Regions from separate parts of the Mus musculus genome. Here region 1 is linked to region 2. Evidence: chromatin contacts called from public promoter capture Hi-C data. All regions are on one chromosome and are shown on one strand. The core of a region is the stretch at or near the end of the contact, and the rest is flanking DNA. Distances in the headings are between cores, read along the strand shown.

The links. Promoter capture Hi-C pulls out the DNA fragments that hold promoters and counts their contacts.
Region 1: a promoter capture Hi-C map of liver shows a contact between it and region 2, with 3 times the contacts expected there. The contact joins two enhancer-like sites. A contact is called at or near these places in 10 of 39 promoter capture datasets (the 3T3-L1 cell line, the C10 cell line, embryonic stem cells and 5 more), 2 of 115 datasets of contacts at active chromatin or transcription factors (both in embryonic stem cells) and 1 of 9 other capture datasets (embryonic stem cells).

Annotation. Positions count from the first base shown.
Region 1 is chr11:105,952,128-105,955,509 of GRCm38.p6, reverse strand. No RefSeq gene overlaps it. Among named protein-coding and RNA genes, the nearest start is that of Cyb561, 9.3 kb to the right of the region's middle. Within about 2 kb of position 1,914, at least 106 of the 459 cell types and tissues checked have an H3K27ac peak or open chromatin away from gene starts, as enhancers often do.
Region 2 is chr11:105,215,925-105,219,376 of GRCm38.p6, reverse strand. All of the region lies in intron 6 of Tlk2 (tousled-like kinase 2 (Arabidopsis)), which reads right to left. Among named protein-coding and RNA genes, the nearest start is that of Tlk2, 36 kb to the right of the region's middle. Within about 2 kb of position 1,701, at least 10 of the 459 cell types and tissues checked have an H3K27ac peak or open chromatin away from gene starts, as enhancers often do.

The DNA.
Region 1 (3,382 bases), core at 665-3,164, 740 kb before region 2:
GTAATAATCTGATTTTAGGGTAGAACAAAGTGGGCTCAGATATCTTGATCATCCTTAGAAACAGCATCACTGGAGTGATCATGGGGCTTTGTGTTTATTGTCTTGCTTGTCCCTTGACTATTGTCCTTTTAGTTCCTTATTGTATTGCTTGCCCTAAATACTTGCATGAAATTAAAATGGTATAAAAGTGAATTGGGAAAAATTAAACCTGCCTTCAGTCTCAGAATTGACTGGGGTAATGCTACAATGATATCTAAATTTTATTTTTTCTTTTTAATCATCACTCCTGAACTGGAGAACCTGTTGACTGACTGAGTGGGCTTGGTTTATTATTATTATTATTTGTATTGATTTCTTTCAGTACTACAGATAAGGCTCAGGAGCCCAGTTACAATACTAAGCCAAAGCAATCTTTTTTTTTCTTCTTCTTCTTCTCATTGTTTCCTTTCTTTATGCTGTTTTCTGGGAGGTTGCATTATAGGCATAGGCTGGCCTAGAACCCAAGATTCTTCGGCCTCAGCCTCCAGAGTCCTGGGATTTAGGTACTGATACACGGGCAGTATACCACCATGCCTGGCTCTAACTCTGCCTCATTGTTTTGAGATAGAGGCTCAGGTAGCCCAGGCTAGCCTGGGCTTGTGTGTGTGGGACTCAACATGCTCTTGTTTCTTCTTCCCATCTGAACTGATGTATGTGCCCCAGGCCTGCCTCCTGAGCATTCCCTGCAGTTTTAGGTCAAACATAAACTTAATAAGTAAGACATTAGCTAGGCATGGTGGCGCACGCCTTTAATCCCAGCACTCGGGAGGCAGAGGCAGGCGGATTTCTGAGTTTGAGGCCAGCCTGGTCTACAGAGTGAGATCCAGGACAGCCAGGGCTATACAGAGAAACCCTGTCTCAAAAAAACCAAAAAAAAAAAAAAAAAAAAAAAGTAAGACATTGCTTTTTAAAAAATTGTTGAGTTAGTGTTTAATAGGTAGAGTTTTAGTGTCTTAGAGATGAATGTGTTTCTTCTCCTCCTCCTTCCTTCCTCCTCCTCCTCCTCTTCTTCTTTCTCTTCCTCCTCCCCCTCCTTCTCCTTCTTGGAGTCACTATGTAGCTCTGGCTGTCCTGGAACTTATTACATAGACCAGGCTGGCCTTGAACTCACACGATCCCCTTGCCTCCCAAGTGCTAGGATTAAAGGGTCCACCACCACACCACACCCAGCAAGAATGTATTTCTTACTGTACGTCTAAGAATGCACAAGAAGGCTTAGCAGGTAGAAGCAATTGTCACCAAGTCTGACAGCCTGAAAACAATCTTTGGCTACCCCATGGAAGGTGAGAACCAAAGCCTACACGATGTCTTCTGAACCCCGAGTATCCTCACTATAATAATATTTTTAAAAAGCAATTAAAAATAGTTAAGAGGCGGGGCATGGTGGCGCACGCCTTTAATCCCAGCACTCGGGAGGCAGAGGCAGGCGGATTTCTGAGTTTGAGGCCAGCCTGGTCTACAGAGTGAGTTCCAGGACAGCCAGGGCTATACAGAGAAACCCTGTCTTGAAAAGCCAAAAAACCAACCAACCAACCAAACAAACAAAAAACAAAAATAGTAAAGAGATTGAGTGTAGGCTCACATCTATAATACTAACATTCAAGAAGCTGAGGCAGAAGGACTGCCATATGCTCGAGGCCGTGCTGGCTCACATACACAGCTCCTTAAAATAAATAATTTGAAAGTTGATGTACTGCTGAAAAGCCTTGGGGCAGTGGGCCCAACCCTGTCTCCAGCACACCCTGTCCAGTCCATGCACCCCCAGGCAGCAGGAAAGGGGAACTGGTCATCTTCTAGCCCAGAAGGCAGCCTGGCTCTGCCATAGCTGTGGATAGCGGCAATGCATCTTGGCCGCTCGGGCCAGGAACATGTGAGTAAGTTCTGACTCACATCTGTCCTTTCCTGGTTGCCTCATCTGGCCTGGCCTTCATTAGACCCTCCCACTCGTTCATTTACTCCTTCCTTGGCTCGGTTCCATCAAGATCCAGAAAAACAGCTCAGGGCCTGTGCTCCTGTTTGGTGACACAGTGGGGACAGCACTGAGCGAGAGCCTGGCTTCACCTGCACAGACCCGTGGGGGATGTCCTGACGTGGAACCCCAAGAGGAGTTGAAAGCCATCAGTTGTGGCCTAGGGGGCACAGAGGCACTGAGTGCCCAGCAGGAAGGGGCCAGGAAGGGACAGGCAAGGTGGAAAGAAAGGCAGCCTGAGCTGCTCGGGTGAAGAGAGTGAAGGACGTTCTACCTCCAGGCATCAGAGTAGGGAGAGCAGGGGACCAGCATGTGCAGAGCTCCAGAGATCAGAGGCCATGGCCCAGTAGAGCCATGAGCTCGAGGCTGTTCCGTGGGTGGCTGTCTAGACAGTCCACGTTGAAGGGAGGCAGAGGAATGCCTCTCACGGAAGGAACACGTTCAAACCGGCTCAGGTGAGGGGCAAGAGTGGGGAGGCGTGGTTAAGGAGCGGGCACTGCTTAGTCCCCAAGGGCTGGGCTTTGCTGTGAAGATGGTTCTCGGTGTTGTATCTCATCCTGCAGCTGCAGGCAGGCAGACCCCTGTGCTCTGGTCTCCCTCCCCCAGCCACTAGGACCCTTTGACCTTCTTCTGTCCCCTGCATGCTGATGGGTCAGGGATCCATCCCAGAGAACTCACCAGAAGGCATTCAGCCCCTCCCCAAGAGCCCAGGAAGTGGCTCCCAGGGCCTTCTTCAAAGCTGGGCCTGTGTCAGTCAGGACCTAGCCTTCTCCTCTACTTGCCACTATTGGCGACCTCTACCCAGGATGCACTGCTGCTGGGATGTGGAGGTGCAACTTGACTAGGCTGTGTCTCCCTAGTGCTCCATGCAGTTCCACTAATTCCAACCTCCTAACCTTGCAAGTTAGGTACCACTTAACTCCCACTTTGCAGGTGAGAAAGCTGAGGCACAGGTGTTAGTTGAATGTGATCATCCAGGGGTGGAGCCCAACATGGCGGGACAGGGTCTCCAAGAACAGTGATGGTGTCTGATCTTTCCCCTTCCCACAGACTGTGAGGACTTCCGTGGTTTACAGGAGAAGACAGTGCTCAGGAGCGCACTGGTTTTGTTGTGTTTTGTTGTGCAGCATAGGTTGGTCTCAGCAGCTACCTTCCTGCCTGGGGTTGCGGGTAGGCGCCCATGTCCAGCCAAGTTCTTTACTCTTTGGACTCTTGGTACTGTTTAATCGCAAATCTTAAACCTATTTCTTATGGCTTTGCCTCTAGGAAGTCAAAGTCCCCCCTGTCGCTGTTCTTATGTGAACAGGGACCGGATGACACCCCTCTACACTGGCCCTGTGTGAGGTCTCCTTCCTACCCACCACCTCCCCTGCA
Region 2 (3,452 bases), core at 452-2,951:
AAAACTTGAGGATGAAGTAAGGGGCACTGAATTCAGTCAGCTTTGAGTTACATGGGTGATAACTTGTCTCAAAGTACTTATTTACGCATTTATATAGTTTAAGTTCTAGTGGCAAAAAAAGCAAAGAATTTAGAAGCAAATTCATATAATATGGCTATATAATTTGTGATCAAAGCATGTTTTATAGTAAAGAGAATGTATTTATAAGATCAACACACTTATTTCTGAAGTTATACAGGAAAGAGAGACAAGCATCTTCCTATCTTCTATCACATATAAAAATTATAACAAGAAGATGGCTGGTGGCAGCATTCACTTTTAATCCCAGCATTTGGGAGGCAGAGGCAGGCAGATCCTGAGTTCGAGACCAGCCTAATATAAGTTCAAAGTGAGTTGAAGGACAGCCAGAGCTACACAGCGAAACCCTATCTCAGAAAGAAAGAAAAAAGAAAGAAAGAAAAAGAAAACTTATACAAGAAAACATAAGCAAATGCTGCTATAGCTTAGTGGTCAAAGATTTTATACCTGGGGATGCAACATGCATGTGTGTGTTTTTGAATCATAGTGACATTAAAGATGTATAACATAGTCTCTCTTGTTCTCTTGCCCTCTTCCCTTCCCTACTCCCTTCCCTATTCTCTTCCCCCTCTCTCTACGTGGTCACAGTCGGCCTCTACTTCTCTACTCTCTCCCTCTCCCTGCCTTTCTCTGCCTCTACTACCCTCTTAGCTCCCCTCCCCGTGCCCTGAATAAACTCTATTCTATACTTTAAAAAGTATAAAATAATAAAAGACACTTATAAAGTTAAATGAAAAAAAATCAATTTAAGCATATCACGAATTTGTAAACATAATTACAACATACATGACACCAAATTAAGAATCTTAAAATGTCCTCCTAGCTAAACTGAAAAGGCCATTCAACATATGAAAAGATGTTTAATATCCCTAGAGGAAAAAAAAAAAAATCAAAGTTAAATCAAAGTATTTTTCTCGGTAGAAAGATTGTAATGACAAAATTCAGTTTTAGTTGGATATGCCAAAAGAAACTAAAACTGTTGACAGAAATGTACGTAACACCATATAGTATTTATATAATATATACCTCTATATATTACCTAAATATAACTATATAATGACAGAATCTCTCTTTGTAGTCCTGGCTGTCCCAAAACTTGAAAGACAAGCTGATGACCAAGTTGGCCTCAAATTCCCAGAGATCTACAGGCATTTCTGCCTCCCAAGTGCTAGGACTACAGGAGTATAGCGCCAATGCCCAGCTTGGAATGATCTTTGTAAATATACTTTTTGACTAAGGAATTATACAGAAGTTATTTTTGGTCGTGAGCCTAAGCTTTACTGGCTGAGCCATCTGAGTGGTGATGGGTCACACCTTTGATCCAGTGCCTAGAAGGGAAAGGCAGGAGGATCTCTATGAGCTCAAGGCCAGCCTAGTCTACAGAGTGAGTTCCAGGAAGCCTGTCTCAACAGGCAAAACAAACAATAAAAGTATTTACAAAGGAGACATTAATTACAATGACAACACTACTTATAAAACACAAATATTTATAGGACACTGAATAAATTAATATGATTGAAATAAGGAAAACTAGCACCAACTAGTACAAACATACATGTATATATCCTGAAGGATCTAGAAATAGAAACACTTGCCAACCGCCTTTGGGGAGTGAGGGTAGGGCTGACGATTGCTCTGAATGTGCTTAGCTACATCCCCAGTTCTTTGGGGGAGGAGATATGTCTCACTATATAGCTCTGGCTGTCATGGAACTCACTGTGTAACCAGGCTACCTCTAACTCAGATCTGTCTGAATCTGCCTGCCTCTGTCGCCCAAATACTGGTGTTTAAAAGGCATGCACTACCACACCTGGCTTTTCCCAGATCATTTTTATGTTTTCTCTGAGACAGTCTCACTGAATGGCATATACTGGTTCTCAACTTGCTCTGTAGCCAAGGTGGGCCTTTGTAGAAATGGCTGTTTTGTAGAGACTTTATAATCTGTTTATCAGGAAAAACGTCAAAGTCATAGTATGTATTTTAACCCACATCTAATTTTATCTTACTTAAAAATCATTAGATTTTATTTGTATGACTATTTTGCCTGTATGCATATATGTGCAGTATATGTATGCCTGTTGGATACCCTGGAGTTACAGGTTATAGATGGTTATGAGCCATTGTGGGTGCCAGAAACAAGTGCTCATAACTGTGCACTCTCTCTCTAGCCCTTGGTCTGGGTATTTAGCACAGACTAACCTCAAACACATGACCCTCTATCTTCAACTTCACAAATGCTGGGATTACAGCTGTGTACTATAATGTCTGGCTACTTAACTATTCATTTGAGAAAGTAAAAGTAAGATAAATATATCAAATTCTACTGACAAATGAATTTAGTTTTCCAATCTGTAAGTAACTAGTCCTCAGTATCAACACTCTTACCAAACATAAGAGTCTGAGTTTGTGCACTATAACACTGTGGTAACCATTCATTACAATGTGCTCACTAAGTCAACTTTTCTGCCCTACATTCAATAAATATCCACTAAGGTCTAAAGTCTTTAACTAAACAAAGGCAGGTTAGGATATTTGAATAAATCTTTCCCTGGAAAGCAAATTTAAAGACACGACACAGGCCAGGGATATAGCTAAACCCTTCAATTCCTAGACACCACGGATAAACAAACACGGCTGGGTGCATGCCTTAATCCACAACAAGTTCCAAGCCAGCATAGTCAAGACTTTTTATCAAAACAGCAATTTTTAAAGGGGCAGGATAAATATCTTTAAAGAATATACAAACATCAGGGATGTGATAAAATATATAGGATCTGCTAGGACAAAACCTAAGAGCACATGATAAATAAAACATCAAAGTCATATATGGCACCAAGATGTCAAGTAATCTCTGGCCCAAAGCCCAACCAAGTAGAGAGCTCAACGGGAAACACTTTCCACTGCAAGGTGGGCCTCCAATGCAGCAATTCTTAGGGAAACAGTAAACCAAGAGAAAACTTTCTTCTAGCCTCATGGTTTCAAGGAAGTTGCCTCGGCCATGTAGGGAATTGGGCTTAGAAAGTGTTAGGAGAATCCAAACCAATTCTTTGACAGCTGAAACAAACACCAAAAATAAACCAACCAAACAAATATGGGCCGGGCTGGTGAGATGGCTCAGCAGGTAAGAGCACCCGACTGCTCTTCCAAAGGTCCGGAGTTCAAATCCCAGCAACCACATGGTGACTCACAACCATCCGTAATGAGATCTGACTGTCTCTTCTGATGTGTCTGAAGACAGCTACAGTGTACTTACATATAATAAATAAATAAATCTTTAAAAAAAAAAAACAAATATGGGCCTTAAATGTGATGAGGTTACAACAGAAAGCTAAACTCTCTAGAAACTAAAAAACAAATATTCTCCCTCAAAGAAC